Regions from separate parts of the Sus scrofa genome. Here region 2 is linked to region 1. Evidence: chromatin contacts called from public Hi-C data. All regions are on one chromosome and are shown on one strand. The core of a region is the stretch at or near the end of the contact, and the rest is flanking DNA. Distances in the headings are between cores, read along the strand shown. Region 1 holds the start of SIRT2 (sirtuin 2). Region 2 holds the start of RABAC1 (Rab acceptor 1).

What was found. Hi-C and Micro-C count contacts between places; a contact is called where the count stands out from the background.
Region 2: a contact with region 1 is called in a Hi-C map of liver, with 12 times the contacts expected there. The contact joins the promoter of RABAC1 here to the promoter of SIRT2 in region 1. A contact is called at or near these places in 1 of 5 promoter capture datasets (liver) and 1 of 47 Hi-C or Micro-C datasets (liver).

Annotation. Positions count from the first base shown.
Region 1 is chr6:47,701,725-47,705,121 of Sscrofa11.1, forward strand. SIRT2 (sirtuin 2) reads right to left here and starts at 1,618. Exons shown (of 17, transcript NM_001114271.1): 1 at 1,561-1,618; 2 at 669-715. The coding sequence starts at 1,576. It overlaps NFKBIB (NF-kappa-B inhibitor beta), which reads left to right and starts at 1,920. Exons shown (of 6, transcript XM_003355897.5): 1 at 1,920-2,195. The coding sequence starts at 2,017.
Region 2 is chr6:49,932,113-49,935,498 of Sscrofa11.1, forward strand. It overlaps RABAC1 (Rab acceptor 1), which reads left to right and starts at 1,476. Exons shown (of 5, transcript NM_001031795.1): 1 at 1,476-1,531; 2 at 1,783-1,995; 3 at 2,276-2,373. The coding sequence starts at 1,476.

The DNA of each region.
Region 1 (3,397 bases), core at 368-2,867:
GCTGGGAAGATGAGACGCTGCACATAGAGCACGAGACAGAGTACCTGCTGGAGTAAGTACTCAGGAAATGCCAACCATGGGAATAATTAGCGGAGCACCCCAGCCACCTGACCTCTGAGCGCATCTCACTCTCCCGCCTCCCCGTGTTTGCACAAGCCGTACCCTCCGCGTGGGACCCCAATTCGCACCTCACCTAAGAAAATTCTAAGTCACTCTACACTCACTACTGCGAGTCTGTACCTCAACCTGACTCCTAGATCAGCCTGTGGGATTCCTCCAGGGAAAGGACTGGCTGGAATCTGTGGGACTCCACGAAGTTTACTCTGGGCTCCCAAGGTGCCCTGAGCTGCTTTCCTTGTCACCCTACACTTGGCTCTGAGATCTCTTCCATGCGCAGTGCAAAAGAGGTTCAGAAGGGATGGGGTGGGGGGTGGCAAGGAGAGAGGAAGGTTTGGAAGGGCAGGCCGGGGGCTGAGGCTGCACGCCCTCCTCTGACAGTCCCCAGAATCCACCATTCCCCGGGAGGCTGAACCAGGAGGTGGGGGGAGGGACTGGGGCAGGGAGCTCAGGGCCCTGGGGTTCCCATCTCCCCTCTGCCACCTCCCTCCCAGGATGGGGTGTGGGAAGTCCATCTCTCTCCTTCCCGCCACCCTTCCGCCCCATCTCACCTGAGCCTCTTGCACCTTCCCTGTCTGGGTCTCCACAGGGTCTGAGGCTGGGGGGAGGAGGGGGAGCAGACGTGGTTAAGGTGAAGGGAGTGGTTAAGGGGGAAGGAAGGGCTTCAAATTAGTGGGGCAGAGGGATCAAGAAAACTCACCAACCTGGTCATACCGGGTGGGGTGGGGGTGTAAAATGGAAGTGGAGGAGGGCGGCAATGGGGAAAAGCGGACCTTATCAGTGTGCAGACGGCTGGGAGGAGAGGTTAGCGAGGGACAAAGAGGCCGGGACAGGAAGGTTTAGGCGAGGGAAGAGAAAGTAAAGCACGCCCGGCATGGAGGAAGACTTAGGAGGAGTTAGGAAGGGTGTAGTAGTGTGAGAGTGTGTGTCATTAGGTTTACAAGCAGTGGGAAGCCATAGAAAGGAGAGAAGACATACTCTGCCTGTTGGCAGGTTTGGGAGAAGAGGTGCAGAGTGTGTGTGTGTGTGTGGTGTGTGTGTGTGTGTGTGTCGGGCAGGGTGGGGTTGGTTTCGGAGAAAAAGGAAGCAATAGGAGGGGACCCTGGCATCCTACAGTTGCTACTAACAACCAGGTACCCTTAGCAACCAGGACCGCGGCATCTTAAGTCCCTAGCAACGAGGGTCCTTGGCAACTAAGGTGCGAGAAACATGTGATCATTAGTAACTTGGGGGAAGTGGCAAACGGACCCTTAAAACCTAGCGACCCAGAAAGCCACCAATCTAGCAATATGGATCACTTGGCAACTGCCCCCGGAATCCCATTTTCCCCCCCATGCAACCCCCATCTCCTGCCCCACCAAGCCTGCCCTCGGGCCCCGGGGCCTACGACCCTCAGCTAGGCCCCGGTGCAGCCCTGCCCTCCCACCGGGGTCCCCGACTCACGATCCGGCTCGGCCATGGGCGCGGGGCGGGGGCCCTCGGGACTGTCACCGACTGCTCTGTCCCGTGACGGCACCGGAAACAGGAGGGGGCCGAGACAAGGCAGAGAACTACAACTCCCAGCAGCCATCGCGATCGCATATAATGCTCTGCACCGCGTACGGAGCGCGCCCCCACGCAAAGGCCGGACTACGAGTCCCAGAGGGCTCCACGTCCACAGCCATGCTGGTAAAGGACTCCGGGAAAGTGTGGGAAAAGGTAGAACGCCGTAGTCCACCTGAGTGCTCTGATTGGTCATCATGTGGCATGGGGGCGGGGCGTGTACTACTTAGCCCACCCTGATTGGATGAGTCAGGGGGGCGTGTTGGGGAATTCCCCGCAGGGCGGAAGCTCGAGAATTCCAGGCAGAGCCCAGCGACAGGCGGGCTGCCGCTGGGGGCCCCTGAGGCTTCGGGGGCCATGGCTGGGGTTGCGTGCTTGGGGAAAGCTGCGGACACCGATGAATGGTGCGACAGCGGCTTGGGCTCTCTGGGTCCGGACGCAGCGGCCCCCGGAGGACCAGGCCTAGGCGCGGAGCTGGGTCCGGGACTATCGTGGGCGCCCCTCGTCTTCGGCTACGTCACTGAGGATGGCGACACGTGAGTGAACCTTAGACTGACAAATCGGGCCCCAGGGTCCCACATCTCCAATCCTGACTTCCCAACCTTTCAATCCTAAATCTGTCTTTTGATGCTTGACTTCCTGACCCCAAGACTGGCCTCTGATAAAACCAACTTCTTATCTAATTTTGATCCTAACCCAATAATGTCTGGCCTTCCTTTCTTGAACTGATTCTCAGAGTTATGCGTTCATTGATCAGACCCACATTCAGTGATCGATTCCACATCCAAAACTCGATTTGACCTTCCTGACCCCAGTCCTTAGCCCTCTGTTAGAACTGTAGTTCAGACAGGCTCCTCCTGACCTTTATCCTCCAAATATGATCTTTGGTCCTCAGCGCCTAACTTACATGAGCCTTAGATTTTATTTCGAAATTAATACTTGGCTTTTGACTCCAGGATCCCACCTTCTGAACTCTGATCTTCAAAGCTTACATTCAAAGAGAAAATGGAAACTACATAACAGCAGGAATTCATCTATTAAACAAATAATCCAACACCTTCGACTTTCCAGGAACTGTTTTAGGTGTGGCCTAAAGGCAGGGAGGAAAGCCCAAAAAACATTTGTCTTGTGGAGCATACATTCTAGTGGGGGTATATAGACAGAAGGGCAGATAGACTGACAGGGAGGGAGGAAGGGTAGGAGGAAGAAAAAGGAAAGAAAAGGAGAGAGAAGGAAAGAGAAAAAAAGATACACAGACCTAAAGTAAGAAAGGGAGAGAAAGAAGAAAGGCAGGAAGAAACGAAGACAAAAATTAAAAAAAAAAAGAAAAATAGCATGTCAGACGTTAAGAAGTTCTTTGGAGAAAAATAAAGCAGGGAAGTGAGACAAGTAGATTATCTGGGGAGAACATTGCACATAGAGGGAAAAACAGTTGTAAAGGCCCAATTGAGGGAATGTACCTGGGGTTTTTGAGTATCGTGTTTACCGCTGTATCCCCAGTGACCCAGCAGCCCCTGACCCATAGGAGGCACTCAGGAAACAGTGATCTTCTCAAACAACCAGCTGTGGTTTCATTTATTTTCTCTTTTTCTCTCTTTTTGCTTTCTATTTTGTTGATCTCTGTTCTGACTTATTTACTTTCTTCTCTTATTTGGGGTTTAATTTCTTCTTTTTCTCGTTTTTTAAGATGGAAGCTGAGGTCATTGATTTGAGACTCTTTTTTTTTTTTTTTTTTACG
Region 2 (3,386 bases), core at 226-2,725, 2.2 Mb after region 1:
GCTGAACTCTAGAAATAATCATAACATTCATGACAATGTAGTGGCAAAAACAACATCACCATTTATTGAGTGGTTATAAAATAGCAAGACTCTTTCAAGCACTTCACATGGATCATTCAACCCAACCTTAACCCATGAGTGTGGAACCAGGATGATCTTCACTGTCCAATGAAGACAGGGAGTTGATGAAATCAACACAGGCTGGATTTTGACCTCTGACCCAAGAAATCCAGTTCTTTTAGTTGTAACTACTCCGTCTTTTAAAAATTCTCAGAGTTCCCATCATGGCTCAGTGGTAACAAACCCAACAAGTATCCATGGGGACGCGTATTTGATCCTTGGCCTTGCTCAGTGGGTTAAGTGTCTGGCGTTGCTGTGAGCTGTGGTGTAGGTCACAGATGTGCCTCGGATCCCGCCTTGCTGTGGCTGTGGTGTGGGCCAGCAGCTGCAGCTCTGATTCGACCCCTAGCCTGGGAACCTCCACATGCCACGGGTGTGGCCCTAAAATGACAATAAATAAATAAATAAAAATTAAAAATTAAAATCCCTCATTCCCCTCAATAAAACTGGAATAAAAAAAGATTAAAAAAAAAAAAAAACAACTCACCCCTTTACTTTCCCCTACTTCCCTTTACCCTCTCCATAGCAGGGGCATCCTTGAGGTCCTAATCCTAACCCATCCATCCTTAGGAGCCCAGAGTTGTGGGGGAGCTTTGCTCCCCATCTTAGATAACCCCCTTCAGCAACCATGGCCCCCTCACTAGCCTTTGAAGAAGGATGGAATGGATTCCTACAAATATTCTACAGTCTCACTATTCAAATGTGGTCCATGAGTTCCCTGGTGGCTCAGGATCCCCCACTGTCACTGCTGTGCTAGGGTTGCTGCTGTGGCTAGGGTTCGATCCTTAGCCAGAAAACGTAGCATGTCCCCACCCACCCCACTCCCTGCCTGCCACAAAAAAAAAAAAAGAGCCAGTGAATGGGTCTCACCCCAGATCTGATAAATCAGAACATCTGAGTGTTTAATCACGGTTTTTTTTAATATCCTTAGAGTCAGAATGACAGCCCTACACAGTCCCCACTGTACAGAGACTGCTCGGGGTAGTACACGACGTCTTCTGCCTTTACACTCCCCCGACACCCTGACTCCTGACAGCTCACTTTCTCTGACCTCGCACGTCCTACCTTTGAAACTACAACTCCCACAATGCCCCCGAGGCACCCACGTCGCTTTACGCGACTACATCTCCCAAGGTGCTCCTCGAGCCATGCAGCCACCAGGGCGCCTACTCTCCCCGACATCGTCAGGACTACAACTCCCATAATACTCCGTGACAAACCTACCGCCCCCAGCGGCGCCGGAACGGCGCCACGTCCCCTCCGGCCACTTCGAGTGAGGCCGGTTTCGGGCGGGGCCCGTGGGGTGTGGAGGGCCCCAGCCTCGTTACAGCGGTTCTTCCCCTCACAACACAGACATGGCGGCCGAGAAGGACCAGCAGAAGGATGCCGAGGCGGAAGGGCTGAGCGCCACGTAAGCAAGTCTAATCTAGCCCCCCTGACCTAGACCCGAGAGTCATGGCTTCTCGCCCCTCATCCCTGGGGAGTTAGGAATCCGGACTCCTGGCCCCGGCTCAATCCCTTCCTCCCCTGGAATCCAGGAGTCCTGGACCATATCTCCCCCGCCCCCCAGAACCCCGGAGTCCCGCTCCCCTCGGCCCCCTTCTTGCTCGGGGGTCCGGGCTCCAACCCGGTCTACCGCTGACCTGGTCCCGCACCCCCCAGGACCCTGCTGCCGAAACTGATTCCCTCTGGCGCGGGCCGTGAGTGGCTGGAGCGGCGCCGTGCTACCATCCGCCCCTGGGGCTCCTTCGTGGACCAGCGGCGTTTTTCGCGTCCCCGCAACCTGGGCGAGCTTTGCCAGCGCCTCGTACGCAACGTGGAATACTACCAAAGCAACTATGTGTTTGTGTTCCTGGGCCTCATCCTGTACTGCGTGTGAGTGTCTCTCTGGCCAGAACAGCCCCCCTCAGCCAGGCCCCGCCCCCGCCAGGCTGCCATGTCTGCACTGGCCAGGCCCTGTCCCCATGGGATAGCTCTGTGGGATCTTTACCCCAGAGGACCAGGTCCCTACTCCATCAGCCTGGCTGGGATGCAGGGGGACCAAACATGACCTAGACTTGCGTGGTCCTAAGGACGTCCCCAGGTGTAGAAGGTCAGGGCCTTCGTGTCTGACGCAGCCCCAGCGGCCTGACTGTGCCTCCCTGCCCTCCTCCAGGGTAACATCGCCCATGCTGCTGGTAGCTCTGGCTGTCTTCTTTGGCGCCTGTTACATCCTCTATCTGCGCACGTTGCAGTCCAAGTTTGTGCTGTTTGGTGAGAAATCTGCCCAAACTCCTCTGATCCTGGCTCTTTGAATCCAAGCCTTAGACCTCAAACCTGAGTCCTTTTGAACCCAAGTCTGCCCAATCCTAGACCTACAGTAGATTCCCCATACCCACACCTGATGCTCCTATCCACTCTCAGTCCCCCCAAATTGCTGTTTCCCAAACCCAGAAGATATCCAAGAACCACTCCACCTAGCCGCTGGCCTTTTAAACCTCCTCCTTCTCTCTCCCTCATCTGCCAAAAGCATCAGCTGCAAGTACCCACATTGGACGCCAGGTGGCGACTTTACTCTAGCCTAAATCTGTCCTCCCCCTTTCGTGCTTCCTGGGATGGGAGTAGAAAAATCTTGGGACTTCTCAGAGGGAAGCTGAGGCCTGTGGCTCATGTGGTCCTAGACTGGCACCAAGCACCACTGGGAAGAAAGAGGGCCTGAGTTCCCAACTAAGGGAAACTCAAGGTTTGGAGTGGAGATAAGGGGGAGTTGGAATCAAAGAAACAGGTAGACCTAAGACAGAATCCATCAGAAGCCTGCCAGTTATGTATCTGGTAAGGGTGGGCTGGGTGGAGGAGCATGTCAGGCGAGCACAGGGCACAGAGGGAGCGTCCAGAGCATAGTCACAACTTGTCTTCAGCCACTGCTGCCGCCAGGGTTTGCAAGTCTGACTTTCCAATCTGCCACAAGAAGCCAGATGTCTATACAGCCATCTCTCAGCTTTTCTAGGAGCCCCCAGATTTTGGATACCCAAATCCGAGGATGCTCAAGTTGCTGATGTAGCAATGATGTAGTACAGTGACCCACGGGTGCCCATCTGCGGATACAGAGGGCCGACTGTATTGCTGTGTGAAATCATTCTGTCTGTATGTCAGCAGCAAATCAACAAATCGTGGCTCAGCGGTTAACAAGCCTGACTAGGTTCCACGAGGATGCGGGTTCGACCCCTGGCCTCGCTCAGGGTGTTAAGGATCTGGTGTTGCCGTGAGCTGTGGTGTAGGTTGCAGAC